Regions from separate parts of the Pan troglodytes genome. Here region 2 is linked to region 1. Evidence: chromatin contacts called from public HiChIP or PLAC-seq data. All regions are on one chromosome and are shown on one strand. The core of a region is the stretch at or near the end of the contact, and the rest is flanking DNA. Distances in the headings are between cores, read along the strand shown. Region 1 holds the start of LOC104003076. Region 2 holds the start of ANKRD12 (ankyrin repeat domain 12).

What was found. HiChIP or PLAC-seq counts read pairs in DNA pulled down with a chosen protein or histone mark.
Region 2: a contact with region 1 is called in an H3K4me3 HiChIP or PLAC-seq map of stem cell-derived excitatory neurons, with 2.0 times the contacts expected there. The contact joins the promoter of ANKRD12 here to the promoter of LOC104003076 in region 1. A contact is called at or near these places in 1 of 7 Hi-C or Micro-C datasets (stem cell-derived neural progenitor cells) and 1 of 1 datasets of contacts at active chromatin or transcription factors (stem cell-derived excitatory neurons).

The regions. Positions count from the first base shown.
Region 1 is chr17:21,565,304-21,571,464 of NHGRI_mPanTro3-v2.0_pri, forward strand. LOC104003076 reads left to right here and starts at 2,893. Exons shown (of 3, transcript XM_063795933.1): 1 at 2,893-3,959. The coding sequence starts at 3,178. TWSG1 (twisted gastrulation BMP signaling modulator 1) reads right to left here and starts at 3,384. Exons shown (of 5, transcript XM_001138675.6): 1 at 3,177-3,384; 2 at 755-914. The coding sequence starts at 877.
Region 2 is chr17:21,766,931-21,773,279 of NHGRI_mPanTro3-v2.0_pri, forward strand. It overlaps ANKRD12 (ankyrin repeat domain 12), which reads right to left and starts at 2,379. Exons shown (of 14, transcript XR_008540718.2): 1 at 2,239-2,379. NDUFV2 (NADH:ubiquinone oxidoreductase core subunit V2) reads right to left here. Exons shown (of 8, transcript NM_001071786.1): 8 at 4,924-5,017. The coding sequence ends at 4,924.

The sequences.
Region 1 (6,161 bases), core at 1,643-4,142:
GTGTGGTTACTGAATTTCTGAGTGCACAGCCTGCAACTAGAAAGGAAGCTAATCAGGAGTTCAATACCAGCCTGTTAACTTAGCCACATTACTTTCTCTTACTTTTCTCCCCAGAAAAATGAGAGCGGTGGCTACATTAAGAGGCCTGCCTTGATGATTGGAAGAGATATAACTTCGAAGTATCTTGAAAGCAGATTGTCCAATCCCAGCCAACAACTTGCCTGCAACATTGTGGGAGACCCTAAGCCACAGCCACCTGGCTAAACTGCTCCCAGATTCCAGGCCCTCAGAAACTGCATGAAATAATACATGTTTATTGCACTAAGTTGCTATGTTTTGGGGTAATTTGTTACATAGCAATGGACAACTAATACATCATACTTAGGGTAACAATTTATCTACTATTTGACCAGCTAATTTTTTTTCTAAATACATTCATTGAACCTCTTTGCTATGTTAATTAGATTACACAGATTAAATCATCTGAATAGAGTGCTCATCACCTTGTAATGACATGTTTATACAACAGGATATTATACTCAGTATTGAACTTCTTGAATCTAACCTTGCCTATATATATTGATTGCTATGAGGGTAAAAATCCAGACCTGTGTGTCATGATTCAGTACCTCAGGCCCTGACCCAATACTCAGGTCTTACTCTATATGATATATGCACTCTATATCTGTATATAAACATAATGTTTCTGCTCTACAATATATTTCGATATTAATAAAAGTACTCTTAGTCCTACCTGAATGAGGCATTTGCTCACATCACTAGCACAGAGTGCTTTGTTACAGCTCAGTGATGCTGGAAGCCATGTCAGGAACATCAGGATGGCTAGAGTAAGCACAGCAACATAGTGTAACTTCATGTTTCTTCAAAGAAGTTGATCAGTAACTCCCAGGAAGCTAAACAAACAAACACAACTTTAATTCAAAGGCAAGTGCTAGGGTAAAAACAAATATAAAAATGAGAAACAAAACATAAACTAAGACTCATTGTTTGTGTCAATATACTTTTTCTTTCTTTTTTAGAGTCTTGCTCTGTTGCCCAGGCTGAAGTGCAGTGGTGTGATCATAGCTCACTGCAGCCTTCAATTCCTGCGTTCAAGTGATCCTCCCACCTCAGCCTCCCAGTTATCTGGGACTACAGACAATACCACCATGCCTGGCCTTCAAAAAACTTTTGAGTGATCATTTAAAGATCATTCTCAATGAAAGATTATATAAACATTCAAAAATAAACAATAATTTTGTATAATAATGGCTTCATAGCCATCTTCAAGGACCTAGAACACTACAGTTCCTCAGACTATCCAGAAATGGTGACTGTGAAAGTAGAGTGAGTATATCTAAACCCTCAGTAACTTGAGAGTATATCAGGCAAATAACTAGTTTCAATACTGCACTGCTACTATTCAACTTTAGTTTTAGGTCCATTATTCAACTTTAAGCCCATATAAAATTATTAATATTGTATTATAATTTTAAGATATTTAATTTTAATTCTTAGAATCAAAACAAAATTTTAAATGGAAATTATTCAGGCTTATTTAGACAGAATAAAGCAGCTCAAAGCAAGAAGTAGAGTCCACAGAGTCACTTCTTAAATAATTGAGCAAATAACAAAAGACTGTGTAAATTACTAATTGCATTAAAAACTCTAGGTAATTATTAGAATGTGAAGATATTCTTTTTTTTTTTTTCTTTTAGACGTTGTCTCGCTCTGTCGCCCAGGCTGGAGTGCAGTGGCGCAATCTCGGCTCACTGCAACCTCCGCCTCCCGGGTTCATGCGATTCTCCTGTCTCAGCCTCCCGAGTAGCTGGGATCACAGGCGCCTATCACCATGTCCCGCTAATTTTTGTATTTTTAGTAGAGACGGGGTTTCACCATATTGGCCAGGCTGGTCTCGATCTCCTGACCTCAGGTGATCCACCCGCCTCGGCCTCCCAAAGTGTGGGATTACAGGGGTGAGCTACCGCGCCCGGCCAAGATATTCTTTTAATTCTATTAGTACCATACATTCTTCAAAGTTATTAAGAAGATACTACAGTTCAAAAAGAAGAAGGAAAAAAGACTAGCACAAACACAGTCTGACAGGGGCCAAACAGTATACAGTTATTAAACTTTAAATACGGGAAGATATCATTTCTTCAGGTTAAAACACCTCCCTATCAAACATAATAAATTAAAATAAATGACTACTGACGTAAGAGGGATAAATAGTGAGTTTATGGGGGCATTTATGATTACTCTAAACTTTTATTCTAAGTGTTACAAAGTACATTAAAGGAAAAATAATAAAAGGGTGAAAAGAATAAAGGGCTTTGGACCTGGTATGAGTCAATTTTGAAAGAGAAAACCCTGGTGATCGTTACTGAGGCTCACAAAGCATTCCCTAAAGACCGTTAGTAACTAATTTTCTAATGTATCTAACGCCGCATACCAAGTAGGATGATTTCTGGAGCAACCAGTACATATTTGCGGAGGCCAAATAAGGTTATTTGGAGACTAATTGTCGTGGAACTAGTTTTCATCCTACAACCATGAAAACTGGGATTTCCCCCCTTTCCCATCTTTTACGGTTGTCTTATGAAATGTTCCACAAATTCATCTTACTCCCCAAATTTCACTGGAAAAAGTATTCAAGTAACTACGACCATGTCGAAATCAGGTAATAGAATTAAAGGACTTATCTTTTCCTAAGGAGTTAGAAACCATCATGCATCAAAATTGTTTCGCACACATCACGCCCAATTTCTCGTTAAGGGAGATGGCACTGACAGCGACCAGGGCAGAGCCGAGCCTCTGTAGAGCGGTGCCAGGGCCCCGAAGGCGCCGGACGCCCCGCGAGGCAGAGGCCGGTAGCGGCGCGGGGGACCTGGCACCCGGAACCACCCCCACCCCGGCTCGGCCGACGCGGGCTGCGGAGGACGCGGGCCGGCCTAGAGATGGTCTGGACCAAAGGGGCGCAGAGATGCTGCTGGCTCCCGGCATCCGGCCTGTGCGCCCGCGCCCAGCACCCCCACTTTGTCCTCCGCGCAGCCGGGCCCAGGCTTCTCCCGGCCCCCGCGAAGCTCGCCGCGGCCCGGGCCTCTAGAGGGCCGAGCTCGGCGCCCGGCCCCTTCCCGGCCAAGAGGCTGCACAACCCCCCAGCCGCTCCCACTCACCATGCGCCACGGTCCCGCGAAGTCGCCCACCCCTAGATCCCCGCCGGGTCGGCCGAGCCCGGGGCGCGCTGCGGCGGCTTTGAGTGCGAGGCCAGGCCGCGCCTCCCGCAGTACCCTCAGCGCAGCGCCCGCGAGCCTCGGGCACCTTAAAGAGACAGGCCCGCCCGCCGCCCTCCTCCCGGCTCCTTGCTCCCCGCCCCTGCTCCCCTCTTCCCCTCCGCCCCCGCTGGGGTCCACAGCCGCCAGCTCCCGCCAGGAGGCGTCTCTCACTCCCCCGGCGCTCCTGTCAGCGCGCACGCCCCCATCTCGGCCCCGCCCACTCCCCCGCCCATCCCAACGCCACGCCCCCTCCGCGCCACCCGGTTTCGCCCCTCCCTCGTGCCACGCCTCCACCGCAGGCTCCCGCCCGCCCGCCGGCCCACAGGCCACGCCCCCAGGCGCACCCACCCCAGCTGCTCAGCGCGATTTCCCTTCGCGCTTCTCCGCACCGGGATCCCCAGTCCCTCAGGTTCCGACAGACCTTCCTGTCAGGCCCATTCTCCGGGCCCCCTCAGTTGCAGTGTTAAGATCAACAGTGTTAAGATTAAAGCCTTGTGATGTGCTAGCCACTACGCTGAGGATATGCCGTGTACTAAAATTCCTCAGGACTCCTCACAGCTGCCCTGTAAGGAAGCGGCCATGGCCGGGTTCTAGCGATGCGAGGCCGAGGCTCGGGGCGCTGAGTAGCCTAGCGCGTCGCCGAGGAGAGCTGGCACGTGAACCCCTTGTCGTTTGCCGTCAGAGGTAGGATTTATATAAAATGCGCGTTTCCTAGGTCTACCTCAGACCTACTGAATAAGGATCTCCGAGGGTAGAGCTTTCGAACTTCGTTCACCAATTCGATAAAACTTGCCAGGCTCCTTGTGAGTGGCTGGCGCTGAGCTCTGCATCGGAGCTCTGCATCGGGAGTCGAGAAGAGGGGGCGCCGTGGATCCGGGCGCGGAGGTCGCGCAGCCTAGGTAGAAGGTGCGCGGTTAGCACGTAGGTTAAAAACATTGAGAATGACACTCAGTTCTTTCCCACAACTCTGGGTTGCTTTTTTTTTTTTTTTCTTTTGAGACAAGGTCTCACTCTGTCACCAGGCTGGAGTGCAGTGACAACATCAGGCTCGCTGCAGCCTCCACCTCCTAGGCTCAAGCAATCCTCCCGCCTCAGCCTCCCGAGTAGCTGGGGCTACGGGCGCGCACCACCACACCCGGCTAATATTTTATTTTTTTGTAGATATGGAGGTCTTGCTATGTTGCCCAAGCTGGTTTCAAATTTCGGGGCTCAAGCGATCCTCCCACCGCGGTCTCCTAAATCGTTGGGACGACAGGTGTGAACCATAGTGCCCGGCCAGAATTTGCTTTTTAAAGAAGATTCCAGGGTGATTAAGTTAGAGCCCGCTAGACCAGACCATCCGCGGGGCACCTTCCCTTGGAAATGATGACCTAGTGTCAAACCCTTATGCTGGTAAATCGTAAATGCCTACCACCCACCTTTGTTGATTGGAAGGAAACAGAATGAAAACAGCTGATTGGCTGGGGGTGGATTGCATTACTGATGTTAGCCCACTTTTGTACAATAAATACAGGTTTTAAAAATCATCCTTGAAAATTATCCTAGAGAAATAATTAAGGGTATACCCAAATTTAAGTATAAGAATCTTATTCTTGGCATTATATACTAGTTAAGTGAATTAGGAAACTTCCGATCAATGCACTAATTCAGCCATTAAAAAGTGATACCGCAGATCAGAGGTTCTCAAACTTTTTGGTCTCGGAATCCCTTTACACTCCTGAAAATTATGGAGCATGCCAAAGAGGTTTTGTGTATGTGTGCTACATCTGTTAATACTTTCAAAATTAAAACAATTTTTTACATATTCATTATTTCATTTAAGAATAACAAACCCATTATATGATAACAAATATTTAATGAAAAATAAGTATATATTTTAAAACAGTAGGAAGAACAGCGTGGTTTTAGATTTTTGCTATTGCCTTTAATATCAAACTTAATAGAAAGCCACTGTTTTTATATCTGCTTCTGTATTCAAACTGTTGCAGTATCATGTATTATGTAGTTTCTGCTTGTGAGAGAATGAGGGTGAAAAGTCAAATAATGCCTTAGAATTAAAATTAAAATAATTTTGAGCTCACAACCTCCTGAAAATGTCTTGGGATCCCTCCCTAGCAGCCCCAGATCACACTATGACAATTAGTGTTGCAGATGAATATTGCGACTAGAGATATTCATGATACATAAAAAATTTTAAAGTACTGCATAGTTTTTGAATAATTAATTTTGTTGTTGTTTGTTTGTTTTTGAGACAGAGTCTTGTACTGTCACCTGGGCGGGAGTGCAACGCTGCCATCTCGGCTCACTACAACCTCCGCCTCCCGAGTTCATGAGATTCTCCTGCCTCAGCCTCCCGAGTAGCTGAGATTACAGGTGCACACCACCACGCCCGGCTAATTTTTTGTATTTTTAGTAGAGATGGGGTTTCACTATGTCGGCCAGGCTGGCCTTGAACTCCTGACCTGGTGATCTGCCCACCTCGGCCTCCCAAAGTGCTGGGATTACAGGTGCAAGCCATGGTGCCTGGACTAGAGTTATTTTTAAAGTGCTGGAAAGATAATGATGGTATTAGTGGTTATCTCAGTGAGATGGAGTGTTGTCTGTTGTTAATGATGTTTTTTTCTTTTTCTTGTCTGCATTTTCTGATGTCTTTGCTTGTATTAATTTGATAATAAGAAAAGTAACACAGTTATTTTTCATTTAAATTAAAGATCCTCTTTGACAGGACCTGGAAGGTCAAATGGTAGTTGAGCCCTCAGGTGAATATCAAGTGGTTCCGGATCTCAAATGGTTGGCCATTTGGGAATCTGGGAGCCACGGGGGTCACTGCAGTGGCTATTTTATTTCACCAGAAGACTTTCTGATCATTGCAAGTGAGAGAGTCTG
Region 2 (6,349 bases), core at 1,129-3,628, 200 kb after region 1:
GTATTTTCAGCTAAATTCTTTCCTCGTCTGAATATTTTTGTTCTCTTCACTCCTCCTCAAATATTCTTCATGGAATACACACCCAGAGATTTCCACTTTCCCAGTTCTGCGTAGTTCATAAAACTATTCCGATAACTAATTCTTACCAACTACTATGAAAACTATGAGATTATGAAAACTATACAAGATTAAGAACATTAAAAGGATCCTACATAAGTACACTTAACACTCATTTTCCTTCCATTTTAACACCTCATCTGTCTCTAAACTAAAACACATAACGAGTTAAACTTGACCTTAGCCAAGATGCCTGTAGAGCTTCAGAAATTTATTCAGTGCCTGTATCAAATATAAAAGATCCTTAAGTAGTAAAACTTTTCTCCCCTTGTCTATAATCTCCAGGGGTAAACATTTCAAATTTTTAAAGGCTCCTGCTTTTAACCCAAATTAAAGATTTTTCTCAACAAGACTGTTAATATAACGACTTCATCTTACACGGTGGACACTATCTCATTTTGCTTTTAAGCCACTTGGCACCAATAGAGCATATGTTCTGCCAGTTCTGAGCTAATCTCCAGGAAAGGCTTTGTATAACGATTAAAGAAACTCAGATCAGTGCCCAAGATTTTTAACGGCCTACTTGAGCATATGTTTTTTTGTTTGTTTGTTTGTTTGTTTTGGTATGTTTTTGCAACGGAGTTTCGCTCTTGTGGCCCAGGCTGGAGTGCAGTGGCACGATCTCGGCTCACTGCAACCTCTGCCGCCCGGGTTCAAGCGATTCCCCTGCCTCAGCTTCCCAAGTAGCTGGGATTACAGACATGCGCCACCACGCCTGGCTAATTTTGTATATTTAGTAGAGACGGGGGTTTCACTATATTGGTCAGGCTGGTCTCGAACTCCTGACCTCAGGTGATCTACCCACCTCTGCCTCCCAAAGTGCTGGGATTATAGGCATGAGCCACCGCGCCCGGCTGTGCATATGTTTTTAATACACAGTTAATTTACGATAAAATAGCTATTTCACTAGCCTTTCTTTATAATTTACATAAACCATTCTAAAATGAAAACGAAATACATGACTGAAGATGCAGGCTCATTTCAACTTTAGGATTAGAGGTAATTCCGAACCATTACATACACAGCACTGGATCTGCAACACACTTCACCTTAGTTCGCAGTTTAACCACGGGTGTCCAGTGGAAATTACAATCCCGGTGACTACACTGCTTTAAATGTTTCCTAAGGTTTCAACGAGTGCAACAGTAACTTCCTATCCCAGACAGCGTCTTACTGTTATTACTAAAACAGCTGTCAGCTAAGCTTCGCATACCTCTTTGTACAACCGTTTATTCAACGCTTTGGGATCTGTAAGGATGCGTCATTCCACATCACTCCTCAAAACGAGATCTAAGAACCTGACGTGCTCCAGGGGTCTTGAAGCATCACAAGTGGGCACTTGAAAAACGATGACGGGAACTGCCTGTCCAATGCGGCAAGGTTATTTTACACTGGCATTTAAGACAGAACTGTAGAGTGGCTGCTCTTTCCCCGGACACTACTAAAGCAGCAATTTCCCCTTCTTGCTTTCATCCACCTCTCCCAGGACCCGGGTACCTCCGACGCTCCCGGCCCGAGCGGCCGCGGCAGACTCCCCGGCGTCGGCGCACGCTCGGCGGCTGGCGGCGGGAACGCGCGGCGGGCCGGGCGCGCCCCCGCCCCCGCGGATCCGACCGCCGCACGCCAGCGGCGCCCTCTCGGCCGCGCACACTCACACTCGCACGCACACGCTCCTCCGGCCCCGCCATGTTCCGGGAGGCGGCGGCAGCCCAGCCCCGCCAGCCGCGGTGAGGGGCGCCCGCGACGAGGCCACCTCGCGGCCCTCCGCCCGGCCCCCGCCCCGCCCCGCGCGGCGCCCCCGCCCAGTTGGCGGCTCCCACCTGCGCCGCGGCTCCTCGCGACGCCGGGAGGGGCGGCGGCGGGCGGGGCCCCGGCGGACCCGCGCCGGGGGGCACTAACGGCCTGTCACTGTCAGGCGAGCTACGGCTCGGGCCAGGCTGGGCGGGCGGCGCGTCGGGACCGGGTGGGGCGGGCAGGGCGCGTCCCCTACCTTGCTCTGGGGAGGGGGAACGGGAGCAGCGCAGAACTGAGGGGATCTCCTCCCTGGCGCCGGGGACAGGCTCGAAACCGCGCCCCTCCTTCCTCCTTTCCTGTCGCCACGCCCCCCTCACCCGTACGGACCCGAGGCAAGGCCGGCGCAGGAGGCTTCACCCCCGGAACGAGTGCTTCGGCGTAGCCGTCGCTGTCGTTGTCTTCGTCGCCGCTGCAGCCGCCTGTAAAGCCGCCGGAGCCGGGCTTGAAAACATCTCCGGTCTCGGTCCGTCTCTCACCACAGCCTCCTCGCTCCCAAGACAGCGTCGCCCCGCGATTGGCTGCGACGCGAGCACGTGACACCCGCGGACACGTGACTACCGCGGGCACGGGACGGGCGGCGTGACCGCCCCGCCCCCCGGCGCCCGCCCCTCCTGCTGCTCAGCCAGGCTCCGCGAGCCGCAGGGCGGGGAAGCGGGACGTACCAAGCGGCAGGCGGCGGAGGGGTGCGGGCCGGAACTCCGCCCTTCGTGCTGGTCGGTCTCCACGCCCCACTCGGACTAGTGTCACCGCCTCCCCGCCGCAGACACTATCCGACAAAGGAGGGGGAATCAAAGGCTGGGCGAAGAGGCAGGGCAGGCGCCCGTGACGCTGCTGGGCAAGCGGGCTCTGCAGTAGCATTTGTGGCGACCGTGGCAGTGGCTGTGACTGGAAGCTTCTGGAAATGGCGGCGATGAGGACCCCCACATAGGGTATTCACCTGTTATTTTTACACGGGGTGGGTGGACGAGCGTGATCCAACTCAGGCAAAATGACGCTGCGACCGCAGCCCGAGGACTAGGCGAAGTTCCCCCGCTAAGCCGGCGGCGGCCGTCTAGCCCCACACCAGGCCGGAGAAGCTGCAGCTACGCCCAGAGCCCGCGGCCCCCCGCCTCAGGTGGGGCCCTGGGCCCCGCCCCGAAAGCGCGATAGCGTGCACCTACCCTGGGACCAGGGGGTCTAGAGCGCGTCCCCTCCCAGCCACGCCTTCCAGTGGCCTTTTTAAAGAGGAATTCAGTGCATCCTCCCACACGTAGTGTTGGGGATTTGAGAGGGAGCTGCTCAGGTACTAGGAAGGATGCCGGAGGAAAATTGACCGTCGCAGCGTGGCAGCAGCGTGTACTCACTCCCTTCTGGGCGCGTTATTTACGTAGAGGTTAATCTGCAGCAACAGCGTCTGTTTATGACTTAGTGCATGCAGTTACAAGTTTATGTTACACTGTTCTTTAACGTCTTGATGAACTGAGGGTTCAGGTGTGATCACAGCAGATGAAGTGACATTCAGACCTGACAGGGAAGGCGAGGTCCCATCAAATTACTATATAAAGCATAAACCTGCATTAAAGATCAGGAGTTTTTCCTTTCCTGGGTTCCTGATTTCTCCTACCTACAAATCTTTAGGGTCAACAAGACTAGAAAAAGAGCACCTTATGGCTAGAGGTGGAATAGTGTTACATTTAACTTGGTTATTTATGATGTGAAATACAAAGAAAAAAACAGTCGCCTATGAGAAAGTCAGGAGAGCTCCAGGGTAGGACATTTTCATTGTTACTTTTTTGTGCCACTTGGAAAATTAACTGTTGTTTACCTTCTCTCAATTAAAAAAAAAAATCTTAAAGATATACTTAAAAATAATCGTTATAGCCGAGCGCAGTGGCTCACGCCTGTAATCCCAGCAATTTGGGAGGCTCAGGCGGGCAGATGGCTTGAGCCCAGGAGTTTGAGACCAGCCAGGGCAACATAGTAAGACCCTGTCTCTAAAAAAATATATGAAAATTAACCAGGCTGGTGGCGCCTGCCTGTGCTCCCAGCTGCTCAGGAGGCTGAGGCCAGGGTATTGCAGTGAACCAATATCACACCACTGCACTCCAGCCTGGGGACACAGCCTGTCTCAAAAAAAAAAGCATAATTACTAGTGAATAGTCTGTTTCAAGTACAGGTGACTTTGAGAAATCGAGGATTAGATTAATATAAATTATTCATGCATTAAAGCTGGCTAATGCAAAACTAATGTACTACAGCTAATTTCTTAAATACACAAAAGGGTTTATCCTTTTTTCTAAGTTGTAATATCCATACCACTGCAGAGTACATAATCATACTTCCAATCCCTTCACCCAATTATTTTTTGTATACTTGCAGCGTCAGAATAGCTAAGGATAATGTCAAGTGTTTTGGACCTTTCTTTTTTAAAAATGGTAATGCTTAAGCTGGGCGTGGTGGCTCACGCCTGTAATGCTTGCAGTGAGCCGAGATCCCACCACTGCACTCCAGCTTGGGAGACAGCGAGACTCCGTCTCAAAAAAAAAAAAAAAAAGTAGGGCTTCTAGAGACAACTACCATATCCTCCTTAAACCTACAGTGTGCTTGACGTCTTACCAGTTGGAAATACAGTAACAATTATGTGTTTTAAATAATGTTTAAAGGGAGCACTGACAAAGTTTATAGAAAGATCATGTTAACTTAAAACTTGGCTGTGGCTAAAGATGGGAAAGCAAAACATTTGTAATTTAACCAAATTTTTACTTCACAGTAACCTGATCTTGATAAAAGCGATCTGGAAATTGAAAATGGGTGACACTAGAGTAACTATTAACTAGATTATGTAATGATGTCTTCACAGCCATAGATAGAAGACTTTAAAATGGTCCTCTGTCATTATGACATAATACTTAGAGCTGCAAGTTGCTACGGTTAGCATGAGGATGTACACAGAGCAGAATAAACAAATAAGTTTACGTAGACTGGAAGTCCATATTTTATTTCTCTAGTGACATATTTACAGTTCAATATAAATTAAAGGCCTGCTTGTACACCAAATCCAGGTCCCTTGGGTGGTTCAGTCAAAGAGGTAAGACCTCCAGCTGGCTCACAAGAGAAGCGTCCACTCCTGAAATGAAAAGTAATATTAAACTATTAATGATTAACATTTGTAAATTTTTACTTAAATTGTATGGTTACCTCACAAGAGCCCAGTTAAGTAACTATTTTTACCCTAAGAACTAGCATAGATTATTTAATTCAAACATTTCAACTGATGCAAGATTTTCTCTTCCTAAATTTAAATATGGAAAAACATCAGACTTCACCATAAACATAAAAAATACAAAAGTAGCCCTAATAATAGTTCCTATTTACTGAGCAGTAGGCATACACTAGCTCATTGAATCCTTACAATGCCACAAGACAAGTGATACTGGCTTTATTTTACAGTTAGAGAAACCAAATTTGGGAGATTCAGCATCTACCCAAGAATCAGAGCAAAGAACTACGGCAAAAATACCCAACCCCAGAGAACATTTTTAAAAACCATGTTTTAATAAACTAGAGCACTGTATTTCTTTTTAGAGTTGAATTTTATTTAGATCAAGATCCACAGTCACAGTGAATAGAGGGAATACACACACTTATACATTGTATTTGGAAATAGAAACTGGATTCCTTGAGGAAATATGATTTGGGACAATGTCCCTTAGAAGCAGCGAAGTCAAAATCAGTTTGTATTTATGTATTATAAAGACTATATTAGTAGTAGTAATTTTCTGAAAAAAGTTTCCAAACCAGGATGGCCATAGCAGCCACAAAAGGAAGCAAACAAGAACAAGTCCTGATGGAGCAATTTATGAAGACAGGCAGCATAGAGGAAGAAGAACCTGTCTGTCAACCCCACACACGCTTTCCCAGGTAATTGCTCACCTCTGCCCTGTCTGACCTCTGTTTCTAGAGCCCAGCTCAGACTTACTGTATGTCACCCCTCCACCACTATTCCCTGGCTTTGCTAATTTACCTGTTCCTGCCACAGATTTACCTAAAGAAAAAACTTGTTCAGTTTATATCTTTTCAACCCCCTCTGGCTTTGCCCTTCACATTGTGTCATCAATCCTTTAAGTCTGTTCTTTAGAGCCCTAGGGAATCATTTTTTATTGGAGCCAGGAAAGTGACACCACATAAGATCTTTCAAGATGTCACAGCATATAATACAAGTTACTAAGTAATGAACAATTATCTACAAAGTCAGAAATTAGTTAATATCTTTGGATTATAGGTCTTGTTCACTACAAAAACAGATCAAAAAGCAGTCATTGTATACTGTAAGAGCCTGAAACTTGTAGAGTAAGCAGCAAAATGATACTTAACTTTAAAAAAAAGACAACAGTATTATATTTTGCAATTTTTAAATTTATTTATTATTTTTGAGACAGGGTCCCACTTTGTCACCCAG